Regions from separate parts of the Pan troglodytes genome. Here region 1 is linked to region 2. Evidence: chromatin contacts called from public Hi-C data. All regions are on one chromosome and are shown on one strand. Each heading gives the region's core, a stretch centred on a gene start, on an enhancer-like site or on the middle of the called end of the contact. The rest is flanking DNA. Distances are from core to core; before and after follow the strand shown. Region 1 has its middle 29 kb from the start of RIPOR2. Region 2 overlaps RIPOR2 (RHO family interacting cell polarization regulator 2).

Region 1 (3,900 bases), core at 79-2,578, 210 kb after region 2:
CCTTCCTAAAAATGGAGACAACTTTCTGGGAAAATAAACATTTATTGCTCAAAGGTCTGTGGGTTTGAGTCCACCTTCACCTGCATGTTTAGCCATGGGAAGATCTCTAAGACAGCCATACTAAGAGTGTACCTGCCTGCCCTGGATGCCAGGAGGCCTTGAAGTCCAAAGCCAGCAGGGCTCCCTCCCTCTCAGCCATGGACCCCGGGGTCTTGCAGTGATACAGGTGGTGGCTGATTGCATCTATGAAGCCATTGAGGAATTATTAGTGTGAATATTTCATTTGGAAATGCACTGCCTAGGAACAGGCATGGTCCTAGGATGAGTTTCTATGAGGTCCTAGGATGACTTCCTTTGAGTGGAAGAGGTCTCCTAAATCTTGGGTGAAGAATGCCTGGGTGAGATAGGAAGGAGAGATACATTTTTTTTCCCTCTCCCTATAAAGAGGCCTGGATTTGAGAGCAGGAAAGAATGATTAGGAGTTCTGTGCATCCCAAGGCACCCTCCTGTGAAGGGAGCCTTAGAGATGGGTGTGGTGGGGCATGCTTGTAGTCCCAGCTACTAGGGAGGGTGAGGTGGGAACACTGATAGAGCCCAGGAGTTTGATGCCAGCCTGGGAGACATAGTGAGATCTTCCATCTCATTCAGGAAGGAAGGGAAGGAAGGGAAGGGAGGGAGGAAGGGAGGGAGGGAGGAAGGGAGGAAGGGAGGGAGGAAGGGAGGGAGGGAGGAAGGTAGGGAGGGAGGGAGGGAGGTAGGAAGGGAGGAAGGGAGGGAGGGAGGGAGGAAGGGAGGGAGGAAGGTAGGAAGGGAGGGAGGGAGGAAGGGAGGGAGGGAGGAAGGAAGGGAGGGAGGAAGGAAGGGAGGGAGGAAGGGAGGGAGGGAGGAAGGAAGGGAGGGAGGGAGGAAGGTAGGAAGGGAGGGAGGGAGGAAGGGAGGAAGGAAGGAAGGTTAGTTTTTCACCAAAATAAGAGGAAGTCATACTTAGCATAAAACTTTAATTTTTAACCTTCTGCTCTGTAGTGTCCTTAAATACCCAAAAGCTTCGGTGAAGCGTGCCGCACATCAGCCTGCAAGGCAGTGGGGTGAACAGGACGCTACAGGGTGGAGGGGGTATCTGTGTGAAGACCCAAGGGCGAGCTTCCAAGGGACCACTGGGACCCCAAAGGAAGCCCCTCTCTTCCTAGATACATCAGATGAAACAAACTCTTGAAAAGGTGAAAGGCAGCCGCTTTAATTACTTTGAAGTCCTCATGGAGTCCACAGCTACAGCTTTCAAAGGGGCAAAAAGGAACTAGTGTGCCGGCGGCAGGGGTTTGATGTGGTCCTCTTCCGCCACCTGTCGACAACATAGGCTCATTGCAGTTTCCTAATGTACCTACTTGCAACTGTTCAAGGTAGCATTTTCTCCATTCAAATTAAAATTGAGTCCACAGGGAAAATACTTATTCTTACAATTCTAGTTTAACTATTTTTTTGGTTCAACTAACCTTGATTTTTAGCTGTTAAAATAATATCATGGCCATGACAAGAAGGCAAAGTTCTGATATCTTTTTTCTTACGTTTGGTTAATGCTTTAGAATATATGGAGGCACTGAATAAGGTTTTCGTTGTTTCTCAGAAAACATTATCCCCTTAAAGGTGTTGAAGGCATTTTTGGAAAAGAAAGAGTGCACGAGTAACATTTGCAAACAGCAGAGTGGTAGCTTCTGCAGAATTAACATTGTGGAGCACCATGGGAAATATATGTTTAGGGAGAACACAGAAGACTGTCCATGTTACATGGGCCTGCACATTCACTGGAAGACTGAGATGCATCAGAACAATTGTTCATATCCTTTGATTCCATAATCCAATTTCAAGAATTTTCTTGCAAGAAAAGAATTTAAAACATGAAAAATGTAATATGGATGGTATTCTTCATAAGATTGTTTAATAGTCAACAATTGAAGAAAAGTTGAAGCTATGGCTCATTCAGAATATGGAATATTATAATTATTTTAACATGTAGTAATATGAAAACATGATGTCTAAGAAGATATAAAATATCTAACTAAAAATAGAAATATTTAATAAAGCTAGAAAAGAATACTAAAAATATTATAACTGAGTTACAGCGGTGGAGTTAAGGGTTTACAATGTTATATATACTAATGTTTTTGTTTTTCTAATTCCACAACAAATATAAAAATGCTTTATAGTAATACATTTACATGGTACAGAAGCATATAGAGTAAGAGGTAGAAGATCCCATTACCTTCCTGTCTTTCTTCTCCCTGTTAATAGATTGGTGTAAGTGCTTCACATCTTTGTCCTTGGAGTTACACACACACACACACGCACATGCATGCACACTTACACACACCCACACATGCACATATACATTATATATTATTTACAGGCATACCTCAGAGTTATTGTGGGTTTGATTCCAGACCCCCACAAGAAAACAAATATCTCAAGAAAATGAGTCACACACAAATTTTTTGGTTTCCCAGTGCATATAAAAGTTATGTTTATACTATACTATAGTTCATTATATGTGCAAGAGCATTATGTCTAAAAACCAATTATATATATAAATTTAAAAAATGGTTCATTGCTAAAAAACATGCTAATGGTCATCTGAGCCTTCAGCGAGTTGTAATCTTGCTCCTTGAGGGCCTTGCCTTGATGGTGGTAGTTGCTGAAGGCTAGGGTGGCTGGTGCAATTTCTTAAAATAAGACAGCAATGAAGTTTGCCACATCAGTTGACTCTTCTTTTCACAGAGGATTTCTCTGTAGCATGTGATACTCTTTGATAGCCTTTTAATCACAGTAGAATTTCTTTCAAAATTGGAGTCAATCCTCTGGAATCCTGCCACTGTTTTATTAACTAAGTTTATGTTATATTCTAAATCATTTGTTGTCATTTGGACAGTGTTTACAGCCTCTTCACCAGGAGTATATTCCATCTCAAGAAACCATTTTCCTTGCTCATCCATAAGAAACAACTCCTCATCTGTTAGTTTGGAGATTGCAGCAAGTCAGTCACATCTTCAGGATTTACTACTAATTCTAGTTCTTTTGCTATTTCAACCACACCTGCAGTTACTTCATACACTGAAGTCTTGAACCCCTCAAAGTCATCCAAGAGAGTTGGAATCAACTTCTTCCAAACTCCTGTTAATGTTGATATTCTTACATCCTCCCCATGAATCAGAGATGTTCTTGGTAGCATCTAGAAAGGTGAATCCTTTCAGAAGGTTTTAAATTTACTTTGCCCGGGTCCATGAGAGGAATTACTATCAATGGCAGTTGTGGCCTTATGAAATGTATTTGTTAAATAATCAGGCTTAAAAGTTAAAATTACTTCTTGATCCATGGGCTGCAGAATGGATGTTGTGTTTGCAGGCATGAAACCTTAATCTCCTTGTATATCTCCATCACAGCACCAGAGTGACTTGGCACATTGTCAATGAACAATAATATTTAGAAAGAAATAATTTTTTTCTGAGTAGCAGGTCTCAACAGTGGGCTTAAAATATTTAGTAACGTATACTGAAAACAAGTGTGTTACCTGAAAACAGGCTTTGTTGTTCCATTGATAGAGGACAGGCAGAATAATGTGACATAATTCTTAAGGGCTCTAGGTTCTTAGAATGGTAAATGAGCATTAGTTCCAACTTAAAGTCACCAGCCGCATTAGCCCTGAGCAAAAGATTCACATTGTACTTCGAAGCCAGGCATTGACTTCTCCTCTCTAGCTATGAAAGTCCTAGCGGGCATCTTCTTCCAGTAGAAGGCTGTTTCATCTATATTGAAAATCTATTGTTCAGTATAGCCACTTTCATCAATGATCCTAACTAGATCTTCAGGATAACTTGCTACAGTTTCTACATCAGCACTTACTGCTTCAAC
Region 2 (4,144 bases), core at 151-2,650:
TAGAGACGGGGTTTCGCTATGTTGGCTGGGCTAGTCTTGAACTCCTGACCTCAAGTGAACCTCCCAACTTGGCCTCCCAAAGTGCTGGGATTACAGGTATAAGCCGCTGCACCCGGCCATGAGGATATAAAACCACCTGATACCAAATGAGGTATGAGGCTACAGAAGCCCTGGACTTCTTTCTTCTCTAAGGCAGTTTAAATTGCACTCTATGTCTTTGAATTTGTGAGCAAGGTCATGATGCCATGCCCTGGCACTTGATCAAGGGTGGCTGTGTCTGAAATGACCTGCAAATATGCCAACAAAGGCAGCCCCTGCATTCTGCTGGTCAGTTATCTGCATTTGTCCTATAAACATCCTTTATAATTGGAAACGGCTCTCCTCATTTCAGAGATCTGTAGAAGTGGGGTCTCGTGAACTAGGACTGCTTCTAGGCCAGGAATTTTCAATCTGCAGCTCTATAAAGTAGGATGGGGGAGGGTGGGAAGAGTCAGATCTTTATTTTCACTATCATTTAACTGAAATTAAACATGTTTAGGTATGATGAAGGTAGAAAACAAGCCACAGCAGTATTAGCCATACCTGTGACTTTGACACTGATAGAAATCACATATATGTTCATGTCACATTATTTATTGCAGATAACTTTTTAAAAAATCATTTATACTTTTCATTACTTTGATGTTTCAGTAGTTATTAGAGCCACTACTAGATCTTATAATTTGATGTGTTAATAAAGCAGCAGCATAGAACTATGTCACATATTTGACTTTTGAAATATTTTGAAAACTATACTGATGATATTGAAATAACTGTGTTTCAATATATTTTCTTCTTTTCAATTCCTATGTATTTTATTTTATGCATTTAAAAAACATTATTCTAGGCCGGGCTCAGTGGCTCACGCCTGTAATCCCAGCACTTTGGGAGGCAGAGGCTAGCGGATCACCTGAGATCAGGAGTTCGAGACCAGCCTGGCCAACGTATAGTAAAACTCCGTCTCTACTAAAAATACAAAAATTAGCCAGGTGTGGTGGCACACACCTGTAGTCCCAGCTACTTGGGAAGCTGAGGCAGGAGAGGTACTTGGGAAGCTGAGGCAGGAGAATCACTTGAACCCGGGAGGCAGAGATTGCAGTGAGCCAAGATCGCACCACTGCACTGCAGCCTGTGTGACAGAGCAAGACTCTATCTCTCAAAAAATAATAAAAAAATTATTCTAAAGGAGGAACTTAGGTAAAGAAGCCCTGCTTTAAGTCAAATAAAGAGAGAAACTTGGTTTAGACAAGAGGCAACACGGGAGTGTACACACAAAGGGATCCTACTGACAGTCATCCAAGCTGTCCTTCTGATCCCAGGGCTGAACCAGATGCTCAGCTCTGGGAATTGTCCAACAGACCCTCTACAGGCTGATGACTTCATTCATGAAATCTGATCTCTGAACAAAGACTCATGGGATAGTGAGGAGTGCTGCTTTAATAATTTAGTCATTTCATCAAAGACATTGGTATTAGGTGACCTCAGGAGGAGTGAAGACCTCTCTATGTCAGATGCTTGGGCCCCAGAGAGTTGGAAACCAGGAAAGCACACTTCTGTTCATGGTTCTTAATCTTGGCTCCTTTATGATAAAAATTTCTCACAATTAAAAAAAACATTGTAGGCAGAGGGTTACTGATCCAACACTGACATCCAGTGTAGCTATCTGAACCATAGGGTCTGCTCCACTTCCAGGGATAAAACTAGGCTCGATTTACACTAGAATATTTAGAAGTGTGTTTAAATGACACAAATCAGGGCAATGTGGTTTACGCATTCATTTTATTTTATTTTAGAGATGTGGCCTCACTCTGTCACCCAGGCTGGAGTGCAGTGGCGCGATCGTAGCTCACCGCAGCCTTGAACTCCTGGGCTCAAGCAATGCTCTTGCCTCAGCCTCTTGAATAACTAGGACTACAGGCACGTGCCACCACTCCCAGCTTATTCATTCATTTTAAGCAATTCTACCGATTGCCTTTCTTGCATACTTTTTAGGCTAACAGTAAAACCTATCTTTCCAGAGGGTGGAATGAGGTTGTGGGTTGCTGTTTGCCTTGTTCTTGGCAATTACCAACAATTCACACCAGGCCAGATGGGATTCGGCAACTTAAGCAGGTTAGTGAGTTATACCTCTGTGTACTCCTTGAAGCTCCGATTGATCTCTGTCAGACTCTCCCGGGCAGCTTTGCTGGCAGGGGATGTTGCGAAGGCTTGCTTCATTTTGCTGGCACCATCCTGGAGGCGTCGCTGGATACAATAAGCTTCATAGAGTTCATCTACCTGCCAGAATCAAAACAGGAAACAGAAATAAATGTCAGGCTTGAAAGAAAATACATAGATCATTGTTACATGCTTAATTTACTTTATATTTCTGACCTCTACAAAGAGAATCCTGTAGAAGTATTATCCTTTTAGATAGGGACCAATCGTTTTTATTGTAGCCACTGTGATACATTTTGTCTCAAAACAGATTTTGCTCTAATCCTGTTTTCAAATTATGCAAAAGGGAAGTGCCTCTCTTGCATTGTTTGAGGCTATCATTGGAATTGTTTAAAATGACTCCCAGGTGACTTTGTGGGTTCATGGGTGGACTGTAAGTATTAAATAAGAAAGATGAGAGCTTTCTGTAAGTATTAAATAAGTATTAAACAAATAAGTATTAAATAATAAAAATAATTAAGTATTAAATAAGACTGTAAGTATTAAATAAGGAAGATGAGAGCCTTCTGTATATAGAACAAACACTGAAAGGGTTTGTACAATTTCATACCAAGGTGAAAACTTTGTAGTATCCTAGGCTAATATCACTTTAAGAGGTAGTGTCACAATATTAGGATTTGTCATCCTGATATTTACACATCCAGATTTAGTATTTCATAAAGTAACTTGGGGATATATGTTGAAGATAATTTTTGTAAAGTCTTGGCTCAACTGTAAAGGAAAAAGTTATTCTTAAAATTAGGGTAAAACACAATTGTCTAAATATATCAAACTGAACACTTAAGAACTCAACTCTTTTTCGTGTAAATTATATGACAATTACAAAAAAATAAATTGAAGCAATATAAATGAACTTTTGCTACACATCTACACTTATGCTTCTAAATAATAACAATATACCCTTTTCAAATGACTATTGATTTTATACTCATATAAGCCTGATAATCAGCTAATTCTTCTAAGGCAGTGATTCTCAATCAAGCCAAGGCAATTTTGACCCCCAGGGGTCTACTGGCATCTAGTGAGTAGAGGCCAGGCATGCTGCTAAACATCCTATAATGCAGAGGACAGCTTCCCGCAATAGAGAATTATCCCCAAATGCCAGTAGTGCTAGGATTGAAATTTTTTTTTTTTTTTTTTTGAGATGAGGTCTTGCTATGTTGCTCAGGCTGGTCTCTAACTGCTGGGCTCAAGTGATCCTCTTAACCTCCCAAGTAGCTGAGACTACAGGTGCACATCATTGTGCTTAGCTAAAAAAAAAACCTGTTCTAAAGTTATTCCTAATGATATTTATCTCTATAAGTCTGGTACTATCTTTAACTGACTGCAGTTAACTACAAGAATTTTCAGGCGGATAACAAACAACAATACCATCAGGCATTGTCAAAAGCAAATAAAACCTATTGCTTTGGGGAGGCATACTTACCTAGCACTATTTGAATTTTCATTTCAGTATGAACTTTGTTTCTTCAAAAAGGAAGCTTAACTATAGATCCAGAAGAAAGTGGAGATGCATATACTAGATTTCAGAGTTTAAGAGTCCCGTTTTGTTCTGAAGGCAAACTTTTGGCTGCTCACTAAAAAGCATTACTATAACCTGTTTGAGGATTACAATTTTCCATAATTGCATTCTCTACACAGATATCAATGACACTTAGTTTAGAATGCAAACATGAAGAGACTAAAAATTATTCTCTTGATTAAAGGATTCTTTGTTGCTATTTACTTCAACAATGCACTCAACTCTGCTGAGAAGAATGCCCAAACTGAAAAGAATCATCTTTAATCTTCAGGGTCAGTGGATTTATCTCTGATTAAGAGGGAGATATAAGACTCAAGGAGTGTCCTATCTGCTGATGACATCTTTTGGTTGATGGTTGGCATAGAG

The links. A called contact is a pair of places that touch in the nucleus more often than the background predicts.
Region 1: a contact with region 2 is called in a Hi-C map of stem cell-derived neural progenitor cells, with 5 times the contacts expected there. The contact joins two enhancer-like sites. A contact is called at or near these places in 3 of 7 Hi-C or Micro-C datasets (blood, induced pluripotent stem cells and stem cell-derived neural progenitor cells) and 1 of 1 other capture datasets (stem cell-derived neural stem cells).

What each region holds. Positions count from the first base shown.
Region 1 is chr5:31,036,638-31,040,537 of NHGRI_mPanTro3-v2.0_pri, forward strand. No RefSeq gene overlaps it. Among named protein-coding and RNA genes, the nearest start is that of RIPOR2, 29 kb to the left of the region's middle. Within about 2 kb of position 1,329, at least 1 of the 24 cell types and tissues checked has an H3K27ac peak or open chromatin away from gene starts, as enhancers often do. A contact at or near this core is called in stem cell-derived neural progenitor cells, where this site is marked.
Region 2 is chr5:30,829,586-30,833,729 of NHGRI_mPanTro3-v2.0_pri, forward strand. It overlaps RIPOR2 (RHO family interacting cell polarization regulator 2), which reads right to left. Exons shown (of 23, transcript XM_063812147.1): 8 at 2,167-2,316. Among named protein-coding and RNA genes, the nearest start is that of ARMH2, 60 kb to the left of the region's middle. Within about 2 kb of position 1,401, at least 3 of the 24 cell types and tissues checked have an H3K27ac peak or open chromatin away from gene starts, as enhancers often do. A contact at or near this core is called in stem cell-derived neural progenitor cells, where this site is marked.